Regions from separate parts of the Callithrix jacchus genome. Here region 1 is linked to region 2. The links are chromatin contacts, called in public Hi-C maps. All regions are on one chromosome and are shown on one strand. Each heading gives the region's core, a stretch centred on a gene start, on an enhancer-like site or on the middle of the called end of the contact. The rest is flanking DNA. Distances are from core to core; before and after follow the strand shown. Region 1 holds the start of ZNRF2 (zinc and ring finger 2). Region 2 holds the start of NOD1 (nucleotide binding oligomerization domain containing 1).

The links. A called contact is a pair of places that touch in the nucleus more often than the background predicts.
Region 1: a contact with region 2 is called in a Hi-C map of skeletal muscle, with 3 times the contacts expected there. The contact joins the promoter of ZNRF2 here to the promoter of NOD1 in region 2. A contact is called at or near these places in 2 of 3 Hi-C or Micro-C datasets (both in skeletal muscle).

Annotation. Positions count from the first base shown.
Region 1 is chr11:27,932,457-27,936,482 of calJac240_pri, forward strand. It overlaps ZNRF2 (zinc and ring finger 2), which reads right to left and starts at 2,481. Exons shown (of 6, transcript XR_008473330.2): 1 at 1,284-2,481.
Region 2 is chr11:27,730,903-27,735,087 of calJac240_pri, forward strand. It overlaps NOD1 (nucleotide binding oligomerization domain containing 1), which reads left to right and starts at 2,867. Exons shown (of 14, transcript XR_013523900.1): 1 at 2,867-2,984.

The DNA.
Region 1 (4,026 bases), core at 1,231-3,730, 200 kb after region 2:
ATAGGAAAAACTAAACAAGACACTCCTATTTTTAACTTATGCTGGAGTGAATGTTGATAGTACAAACATCAGAACAGATAAATTACTAAGTATTCCACTTTACTAAGTCTCTACTCAAAGTGCCTACGTTTATAAATATGAGTAAAAGAGGCACAAAAATATAAGGGATGGTGTTTTCGCTGCTCGTCTGTGCTCAGCTGTGAATTTCTCTAATATCATATACATAATGCAATGACATGGGAATGCTTATCTATCTATACTTCTATTTATTTTCATAAAGCAGGGAGGTGGTCCTGATTCATTTACTATTAGCGTTTTCAATAAAGCAGATCAGCATAAAACATAACTGAAGAGGCAGAATTCATTTTCCCCAAGACAATGCACCCTTCCTCCTCTTTCTATAGAAGAGCACATCATTTTGCTATTAAAAATGTCCATTTTTCACAACTGACTTTTCCTTAACTCTAGTCAATACCGCTCTTCAAAAGAACCAAGCCTACCTTGTAGGCAGAGTTGCAAAATTTTTATTTCCTTAAGAAACTCATCCATTTCTAAAATGCTGTCCAAATTAAGCAGGACTCACATTAACTGTTATTTGTATGTAACCAAACATTTATACAATTTGAAACTGAATAAACATAATAATGCTGTCATACATATTAAAAAATTAAATAATTGGAAGTACAGTAAGTCTAATTTTTTAAGTCTAAATTTTTAAGTGGGGTTTAAAAACAAACTTTTCATTAACGCATTCATCCAATTAAACTGACAAAGTGGGACTGACACAGATTTAAGGATTACAGCTTTATATTAAAAGTCGGCCCAAAGATGGTAACTCAATGTTCATTTGAGAACCTTTGACTTTTGGCCTTTAAAAGCTGTTCCTCACTGGAGTCCCCAGATATAACTACATTTAGCAACGTATCTCCTCCTGACTTCCTGGTACTAAAAGCCACAACCTCAAGGGCTGTTTCGTTGGTTGGTTGTAAAACAACATTTGCTCCAGTCACCTCACTGGAAAATGGACCTTCTCTATTGGGGAGCCGCAGAGGTGAGGGTGCTTACGATGTTTAAAAACAAAACCACGCTACGCAGTACCAGCACCGCAGGTGTTAACTGCCGGCTTTCTTCCCAGGATGGAGACGCGCGCCAGCCGGGCCGGGCAACAGCCCCCAGGCGCCCCGGCCGAAGGAGAAAAGGAGAAGGGTAAAAATAGCCGGCGGCCGCTGCCCACGTGCAGCCGCGGGAGGGCCGGGCGCAAACGCGCGGAGAAGGGGCCGTACCTCCAAACATGTGCGGCGAGAGGTGAGCTGGTAAGGAGCCGATCACCAGACGCGGCCCGCCGGGGCTCCCGCCTGCCGGCCGGTCCCTGCCGCCGCCGCCGTCCTCGGGGCTGCTGTGCACCGAGTCCTGCGAGCCGTACGGGCCGCTGCTGCTGTTCGGGATGCTGAAGGAGGACTGCGCCGCGCGAGCCCCCGACGCCACGCTCCCCACGGCTCCGCCAAGGGAGCGGCTGCGCGGGGCCGGGGCTACCGGGGCCGCCGAGGCCGCTGCGGCGCCGCCCGAGGCGCTGGGCTGGTGCGCGCCGGGCACCTGAGCCGGGAACCTCCCCGCGGCGGCGGCCCGAGCGCCGCCGCCGCCTCCGCCCGCGGTCCCATTGGCCCCTCCACTGCTGCTGGAAGGCAGATCCGAGCCCGAGTACGCGCGGGTGCGGCCGTTAGCAGCGGCCGGGCCGCTCTGCTTGGCGCCCATGTCCGCCCTGCCCCGGGCCGGGCCCGCGCGCAACGCCCGGAGCTCCGGGAGGGTGGGAGCGAGGGCAGAAGCGTGAGGGCAGGGCCGAGGCGCCGCGGCCTGCCCAGAGAGGTCCCCGTACGTCCAGGTCCGCCGCCCGGCGCCCCGAGGGGCAGTCGGAGCTCTGGGCGCTCTTCTCCAGGCGGTGGGCGAGGCCGGCGGCCTGACGCGGGCGCAGGAGACGAGGGGACGCGAAGAGGAAGGGAATCCGGCTGCGGGCACCGCTCGCAAGCTCCAGCGGGAAGAGGCGGCTCAGGTGGACGTGCGGCTGCCGCTGGTTTCGGTTCTGGTGCGCCACGACGGGCCGCTGCCGCTCTCTGCCGCCGCGCTCGGCGCCCCGGGCCTCGGCACCGCCTCCTCTCGGGCGGCCGCTGGTACCGCCGCCATCCTACGGCTCACACGGCAGCAGGCGGCTGAGTGGGAGGTGCCCGCCCAGACTTCGCCGAGGCCACCTTCCCTCCTCCCCCAGCCACCCAACTGTTATTAACGGAGAAAGAGGAAAAACGGGTGGCGCGCGAGGAGAGGACGAAGAATGGGAGGGAGGGGTGGCGCGCGCTTCCCGGCAACCGTCGCCTCGCTCCCCCGTGAAGGAGGGGCCGGGCTGGCGACAGGATCTGAGCTGCGAAGGTGGGGGTGCCAAAGAGGGGAGGAGGTTCCTGGCCTTCGCGCCGGAAGGCCGCGGAACGGCTCGGCGGCAGGGTGCGCCCGGCCCTTGTGTTTGGGTCGCGCTCGGTGACCCCGCCCCCGCCCCCTCGCGCCGCCTGGACGATTGGCTCCCGCCGGCCTGGCTCCGCCTCCCCCGGCCGCGGCCTGCCCGCCCCGGCTCCGCCTCGCCTAGGTACCGCGGTGCTGTAGGTGCCGCCACCCGCGGACTCGTTGATGGACAGGTCTCTCGCCCTGCCCTCCCAGCCAGGGCGCGCCCTCGCCTCCACCGCGGGGCCTACGCCGTTAGGAGGGACGGACCCGGTGCGCCAACCAGAAGGCGGCCCCTCCTCCCGCACGTGGCCGGGCGACGCTGGAGGAGCCAGTGTCCGCTGCAGCTTTTCCTGGCAGGGGGCGTGAATGGCTGTATCCTGTGCCCAGAGCCATTTGCTTTCGGTGGGTGTTGGTGTTACACACTGATTTAAAAAAAACACAGAAGCCACAAGCCAGCTTGATCTGAATTAGACTTACTCATGGAACACCAACCCGGGAGGAAGCGTGGAGTTGGAAGAAATCAGGATAATCCAGCTTGACCCTCCGTGGTAGGGCAAAAACCGTGGTGCCAGGAACGCTGCACCTGACTCATGAAACCTAGGATTTAGGCGCAACACCAAAGTATGTGTAATGAGCAAATTATTTTACCTTTTACCTTTTTGGGCTTTAGGTTTGTTTTTATTTTTGTTTTGAGACGGAGTCTCACTCAGTCACCCAGGCTAGAGTGCAGTAGTGCTGTGTCGACTCACTGCCACTGCAACTTCCGCCTCCCGGGTTCGAGCGATTCTCCTGCCTCAGCCTCCAGAGTAGCTCGGATTATAGGAACGTGCCACCACGCCTGGCTAATTTTTGTATTTTTAGTAGTGACGGGGTTTCACCATGTTGGCCAGGCTGGTCTCGAACTCCTGTCCTCAAGTGATCCACCCGCCTCCGCCTCCCAAAGTGTTGGGATTACAGGCATAAGCTACCGCACCCTGCTGACTTTAGGTTTCTTACCTAAACTGTTTGGTTAAATTCTAGGGTACCCGCATCTTTAAGATCCTATAATTTCTCTAAAATGGAGTGTAATAAAATTTTCCTCAGTGCATTCCTCGGTGTTCGTGTGGTCTCTCCGTGGCAGAATGGGGTCTGGATACCCAGGGAACAGCCTGCTCTGAGGCTCCCATTTTGAAAATGTCTAGTCTCTCTACATATCCTCACCTGAAAATAATAGCAAGTGGTGTTTTGTAAAACTACAGAAATACTTTGTCTTTTTTTTTCAGTATCTGCAATAAGTCTTTTATGTAATGATTTTCGTCACTCTTAGGATATGGCAATCAAGTTTTTAAACAAAAGGAGAATATATGTATACATATAAAGACATGCATTGTGTAACTATGTACACAAACACATATAAATGGAAAAACGTACTCAGTGATTTATATGCAATATCATGTTAAGATATTGTGATCATTTTGGTCAAATGCCCTCTGCTTATAGATGTTTCCTGGCACCCTGTTCCCCACCCCAGCATTACAAACCGACTTCAGTGTTCCCACT
Region 2 (4,185 bases), core at 1,617-4,116:
TAGCTAGAAGAGAGGACTTGACATGTTCCCATCACATAGAAATGATAAATACTCGAGGTGGTGACACCAAATACCCTGACTTGATTATTACAATCTGTGCATAAAAATACAAACATTGGCTGGACGCGGTGGCTTACGCCTGTAATCCCAGCACTTTGGGAGGCTGAGGCGGGTGGATCATGAGGTCAAGGGATCGAGACCATCCTGGTCAACGTGGTGAAACCCCGTCTCTATTAAAAATACAAAAAATTAGCTGGGCATGGTGGTGCGTGCCTGTAATCCCAGCTACTCAGGAGGCTGAGGCAGGAGAATGGCTTGAACCCAGGAGGCAGAGGTTGCGGTGAGCCGAGATCACACAATTGCACTCCAGCCTGGGTAACAAGAGCAAAACTCCATCTCAAAAAAAAAAAAAAGCCAAACATTATGTCTCAATAATAAATTATTTTAAAAACCAAAACAACTATGAAATAGTTTTTAAATTATAAAATCAACAAAGAAAAGGAAAGTATTAAGAAAACTAGAAATATAACCCCCCAAAATCTAAAAATCCAAGAAAATAAGTATTATGGTTAAAATTATGAACTTAAATAGATGGTGTGTTACTTTCCTACTGCTGCTATAAGAAGTTACCATAAATTTAGCGTCTTAAAACATACAACTGTATTATCTTAGGGTTCTGGAGGCCAGAATTCCAAAATGGGTCTCATTGGGCTAAAATCGGAGTGTTGGCAGGACTGCATTCCTTCTGGAGGGTCTAAGGGAGAATCTCTTTCCTTGTCTTTTGCAGCAGCAGACTCCACCTGTGTTCCCTGGCTCAGTCTCACTCCTCCATCTTCAAAGCCAGCCATGTTGGCCGAGTCCCTCCCAGGCAAGTCCTTCTCAGGCTGCCATCTCTCTGGTTCTCCCTGTTCTGCTTCCTTCTTCCACTTGTTAGTTCCCTTGTGATTACACTGGGCCCACCTCAATAACCCAGGATCATCCTTCCATTTCAGGTGAATAGCAATCTTCATTCCACCTGCAACTTTAGTGCCTCTTTGCCATATTCACAGATTCTAGGGTCAGGGTGTGGACATCATTGCAGGGAGAGTATTCCGCCTGCCATAGACAGGTCAAAAAACAGATTCAAACATCTCCAACATAATTACTGAGTCAAAAAACACAACTGAAGTGACTCAGAATGCAGCCAGAGAAACAATGTGGAAAATAGAATAAGAGATGAAGACATGGAAGATAAAGTTCAGAATCCTAGGGGAAAAGAAAAAAAAGTGTCTAATTTTTTGGCCATAGGCTCATATACAGATAGACTGGAGGAATTAGTATCTGTGAAAGGAAAATAAATCTTGGGTTCCCCAAATCACTAAGCTAAAGGAAAAAAGTCAAGCTGGGAACAGCTTAGGGCAAACCTGCCTGCCATTCTATTCAAAGTCACCCCTCTGCTCACTGAGATAAATGCATATCTGATTGCCTCCTTTGGAAGGGCTAATCAGAAATTCAAAAGGATGCAACTTTTGTCTGTCACCTACCTGACCTGGAAGATCTTCCTGCTTGAGTTGTCCCACCTTTCCAGACCAAACCAATGTTCATCTTACAGATATTGATTGATATCTCATGTCTCTCTAAAATGTATCAAACCAAACTATGCTCTGACCACCTTGGGACATGTCATCAGGCTGTGTCACCGGTGAGCATCCTCAACCTTGGCAAAATAAACTAACTTTCTCTCTCTCTCTCTCTCTCTCTCTCTTACTGGCTCTCCTCCTCCCTCCTTCCTTTTTCCCTTCCCTGCCCTCCCCTTGGCTCACTGCAACCTCCGCCTCCCAGGTTCAAGTGATTCTCCTGCCTCAGCCTCCCCGTAGCTGGGGATTACAGGCACCTGCCACAACACCTGGCTAATTTTTTTATTTTTAGGAGAGTTGGGGATTCACCATGTTGGCCAGGCTGATCTTGAACTCCTGACCTCGTGATCCACCCGCCTCGGCCTCCCAAAGGGCAAAATAAACTTTCTGAATTAACTGAGGCTGACTCAGATATTTGGAGTTCACATATCCTAGTCATCATTCTGGTGCTTAGAAGTTGGCACATTTGATCCCATCAACTAACGTTTGAGTTTCACTTTTGGTTTAAGAACATAGTTTCTGTTTATCAGAAGGCAGCCTTTGATGGGAATTTTTAATACAAGCATTAGTGGCTGTATGATTGAATTTACTTCTTCAGTGTGAATAAATGACAACTTTCTGCAACATCGATATGCCTCATGGAGACGTTCACCATTCAAAACGTTTTAAAACGATTTTATTGGGGACATTTATTAGCATGTTAAAAACTCCTTTACCAGTTATTATAGCATATGCATAGAACATAAATGTGCACTGCCAAGAACAAATTTAAGGATAGGAAGAAAAACTTAGATTTTTTTCTTAAGTATAAATTGAAATGTATGCAGTGTTATTAAAATTTGATTATTCTAAGCTGGATTTCATCAGGACAACGTGTCATGTTTTAACAAGAGTTTCCCTATCACGTCCAGGCGTTGGCTCTGGTTGCAGGTGCTGGGTTGGCACTTTTAGGGGTGCGGGCCTGGCACTTCGGCACCACGAATGCCAAATGTGTCACCCCTGAGCGAACTCGGGCCTGCCCACACGGCCCCGCGGCCGCTCACCCTCCCGCACCGGGCGCCCGTCTGCACGCAGCTTCTCCCGACCCCGCCTAGGTCTGGGATCTTAGGCACCAAATCGCCCTAGAGCCAGCGGCAGCACCACGGGACCCTGCCTTGACCGCCCCCGCCCGAGCAGCCTGCAGGCTCTAGGGCGCGCCGACAGAGGGCGCGGCTGGGGCTGTCGTCGCGGCCAGTTCCCGTTCCGGGACCGCAGGCAGCCCTGCCCCTCCGTCGCGCGACTGCGGGCGCAGAGCCTTCCTGGGCCACCGCGCTCACCAGGCTCCTGTCTTTCTCTCAGCGGCTGCGAAGTCTCCAACCTGGCGGCCAAGTAAGTCCCAGAAACTGAGGATTCGCGCGGGGCAGACGCTTCTGGGGTCCTGGGCGCTGCGAGCGAGAGGGCGAGGGGAGGCGGGATCTGCGTGCGGGCGGAAAGCTGCGCGGCTCTGGGGGAGCTCTTGGTGGAACCAAGCGGAGAAACCCGCGAGTTTGAAGAGTGTAGCGAAAGTCGAGAGGGGTGAACTTCACCGTCAGCAGAATCGTATCCTCCACTGTGGTCTAAGGCAGGGGTTCTCAATCGTGCCATTACCTTAGAACCACCTGCGGAGCTTTTAAAATCCAGATGTCCAGGCTGCACCCTAGATCGGTTCCATCTCAATCTCACGGAGTCAGACCCAGGCCTCCTTATCTTTTAAAAGCTCCCCAAGTGATTCCAATCTGCAGCCAGCGTTGGATGAAGATTGGAATCACCAGTGACCGAAGGTTGGCAGGGCAGACGGGCCTTCATGGAGTCCTGCCTGCAGACGACACAGCAGCTCCCAGTGTCCTGCTTGGTCCAGGGCGCAGGGCGAGAACTTCCCTTGCGTTTCATGGTCCACAAAGTCGGGAAATGAGACAATGCTTGGCAAGGTCACCTGAATATCACATTCAAAAAAGCCTCCAATGTGCGCAGCGGTTTTGGCACATTGTGAAAAACATAGGAAATGACAGATGATGATGTTCCATTGGCTCTGCATTCTGGGAAAGGCTGCAGTTGTTGGTGTTTGAAATTAAGTCTGGGGAAGCTAGTAAACCTATGGCCTTGATGACTTCTGGCCTTTCTACTTTAAGGGTGAAGCCATAAGCCGTGCTTGCCAAAGGGCGGGGTTTGTTCTCCCTCAAAGCCCCTGTTGAAGAATAAACTATCACCTTCTGGGAAAAGTAAAAGAGTAACTCCGGGGCCGGGCGCGGTGGCTCAAGCGTGTAATCCCAGCACTTTGGGAGGCCGAGTCGGGTGGATCACGAGGTCGAGAGATTGAGACCAACCTGGTCAACACAAAAAAAATTAGCTGGGCATAGTGGCCTGTGCCTGTAATCCCAGCTACTCAGGAGGCTGAGGCAGGAGAATTGCCTGAACCCAGGAGGAGGAGGTTACGGTGAGCCGAGATCGCGCCATTGCACTCCAGCCTGGGTAACGAGAGTGAAACTCCGTCTCAGAAAAAAAAAAAAAAGAGTAACTCCACGATGCAACTTAGAAAGAAGTAGATTCCCTG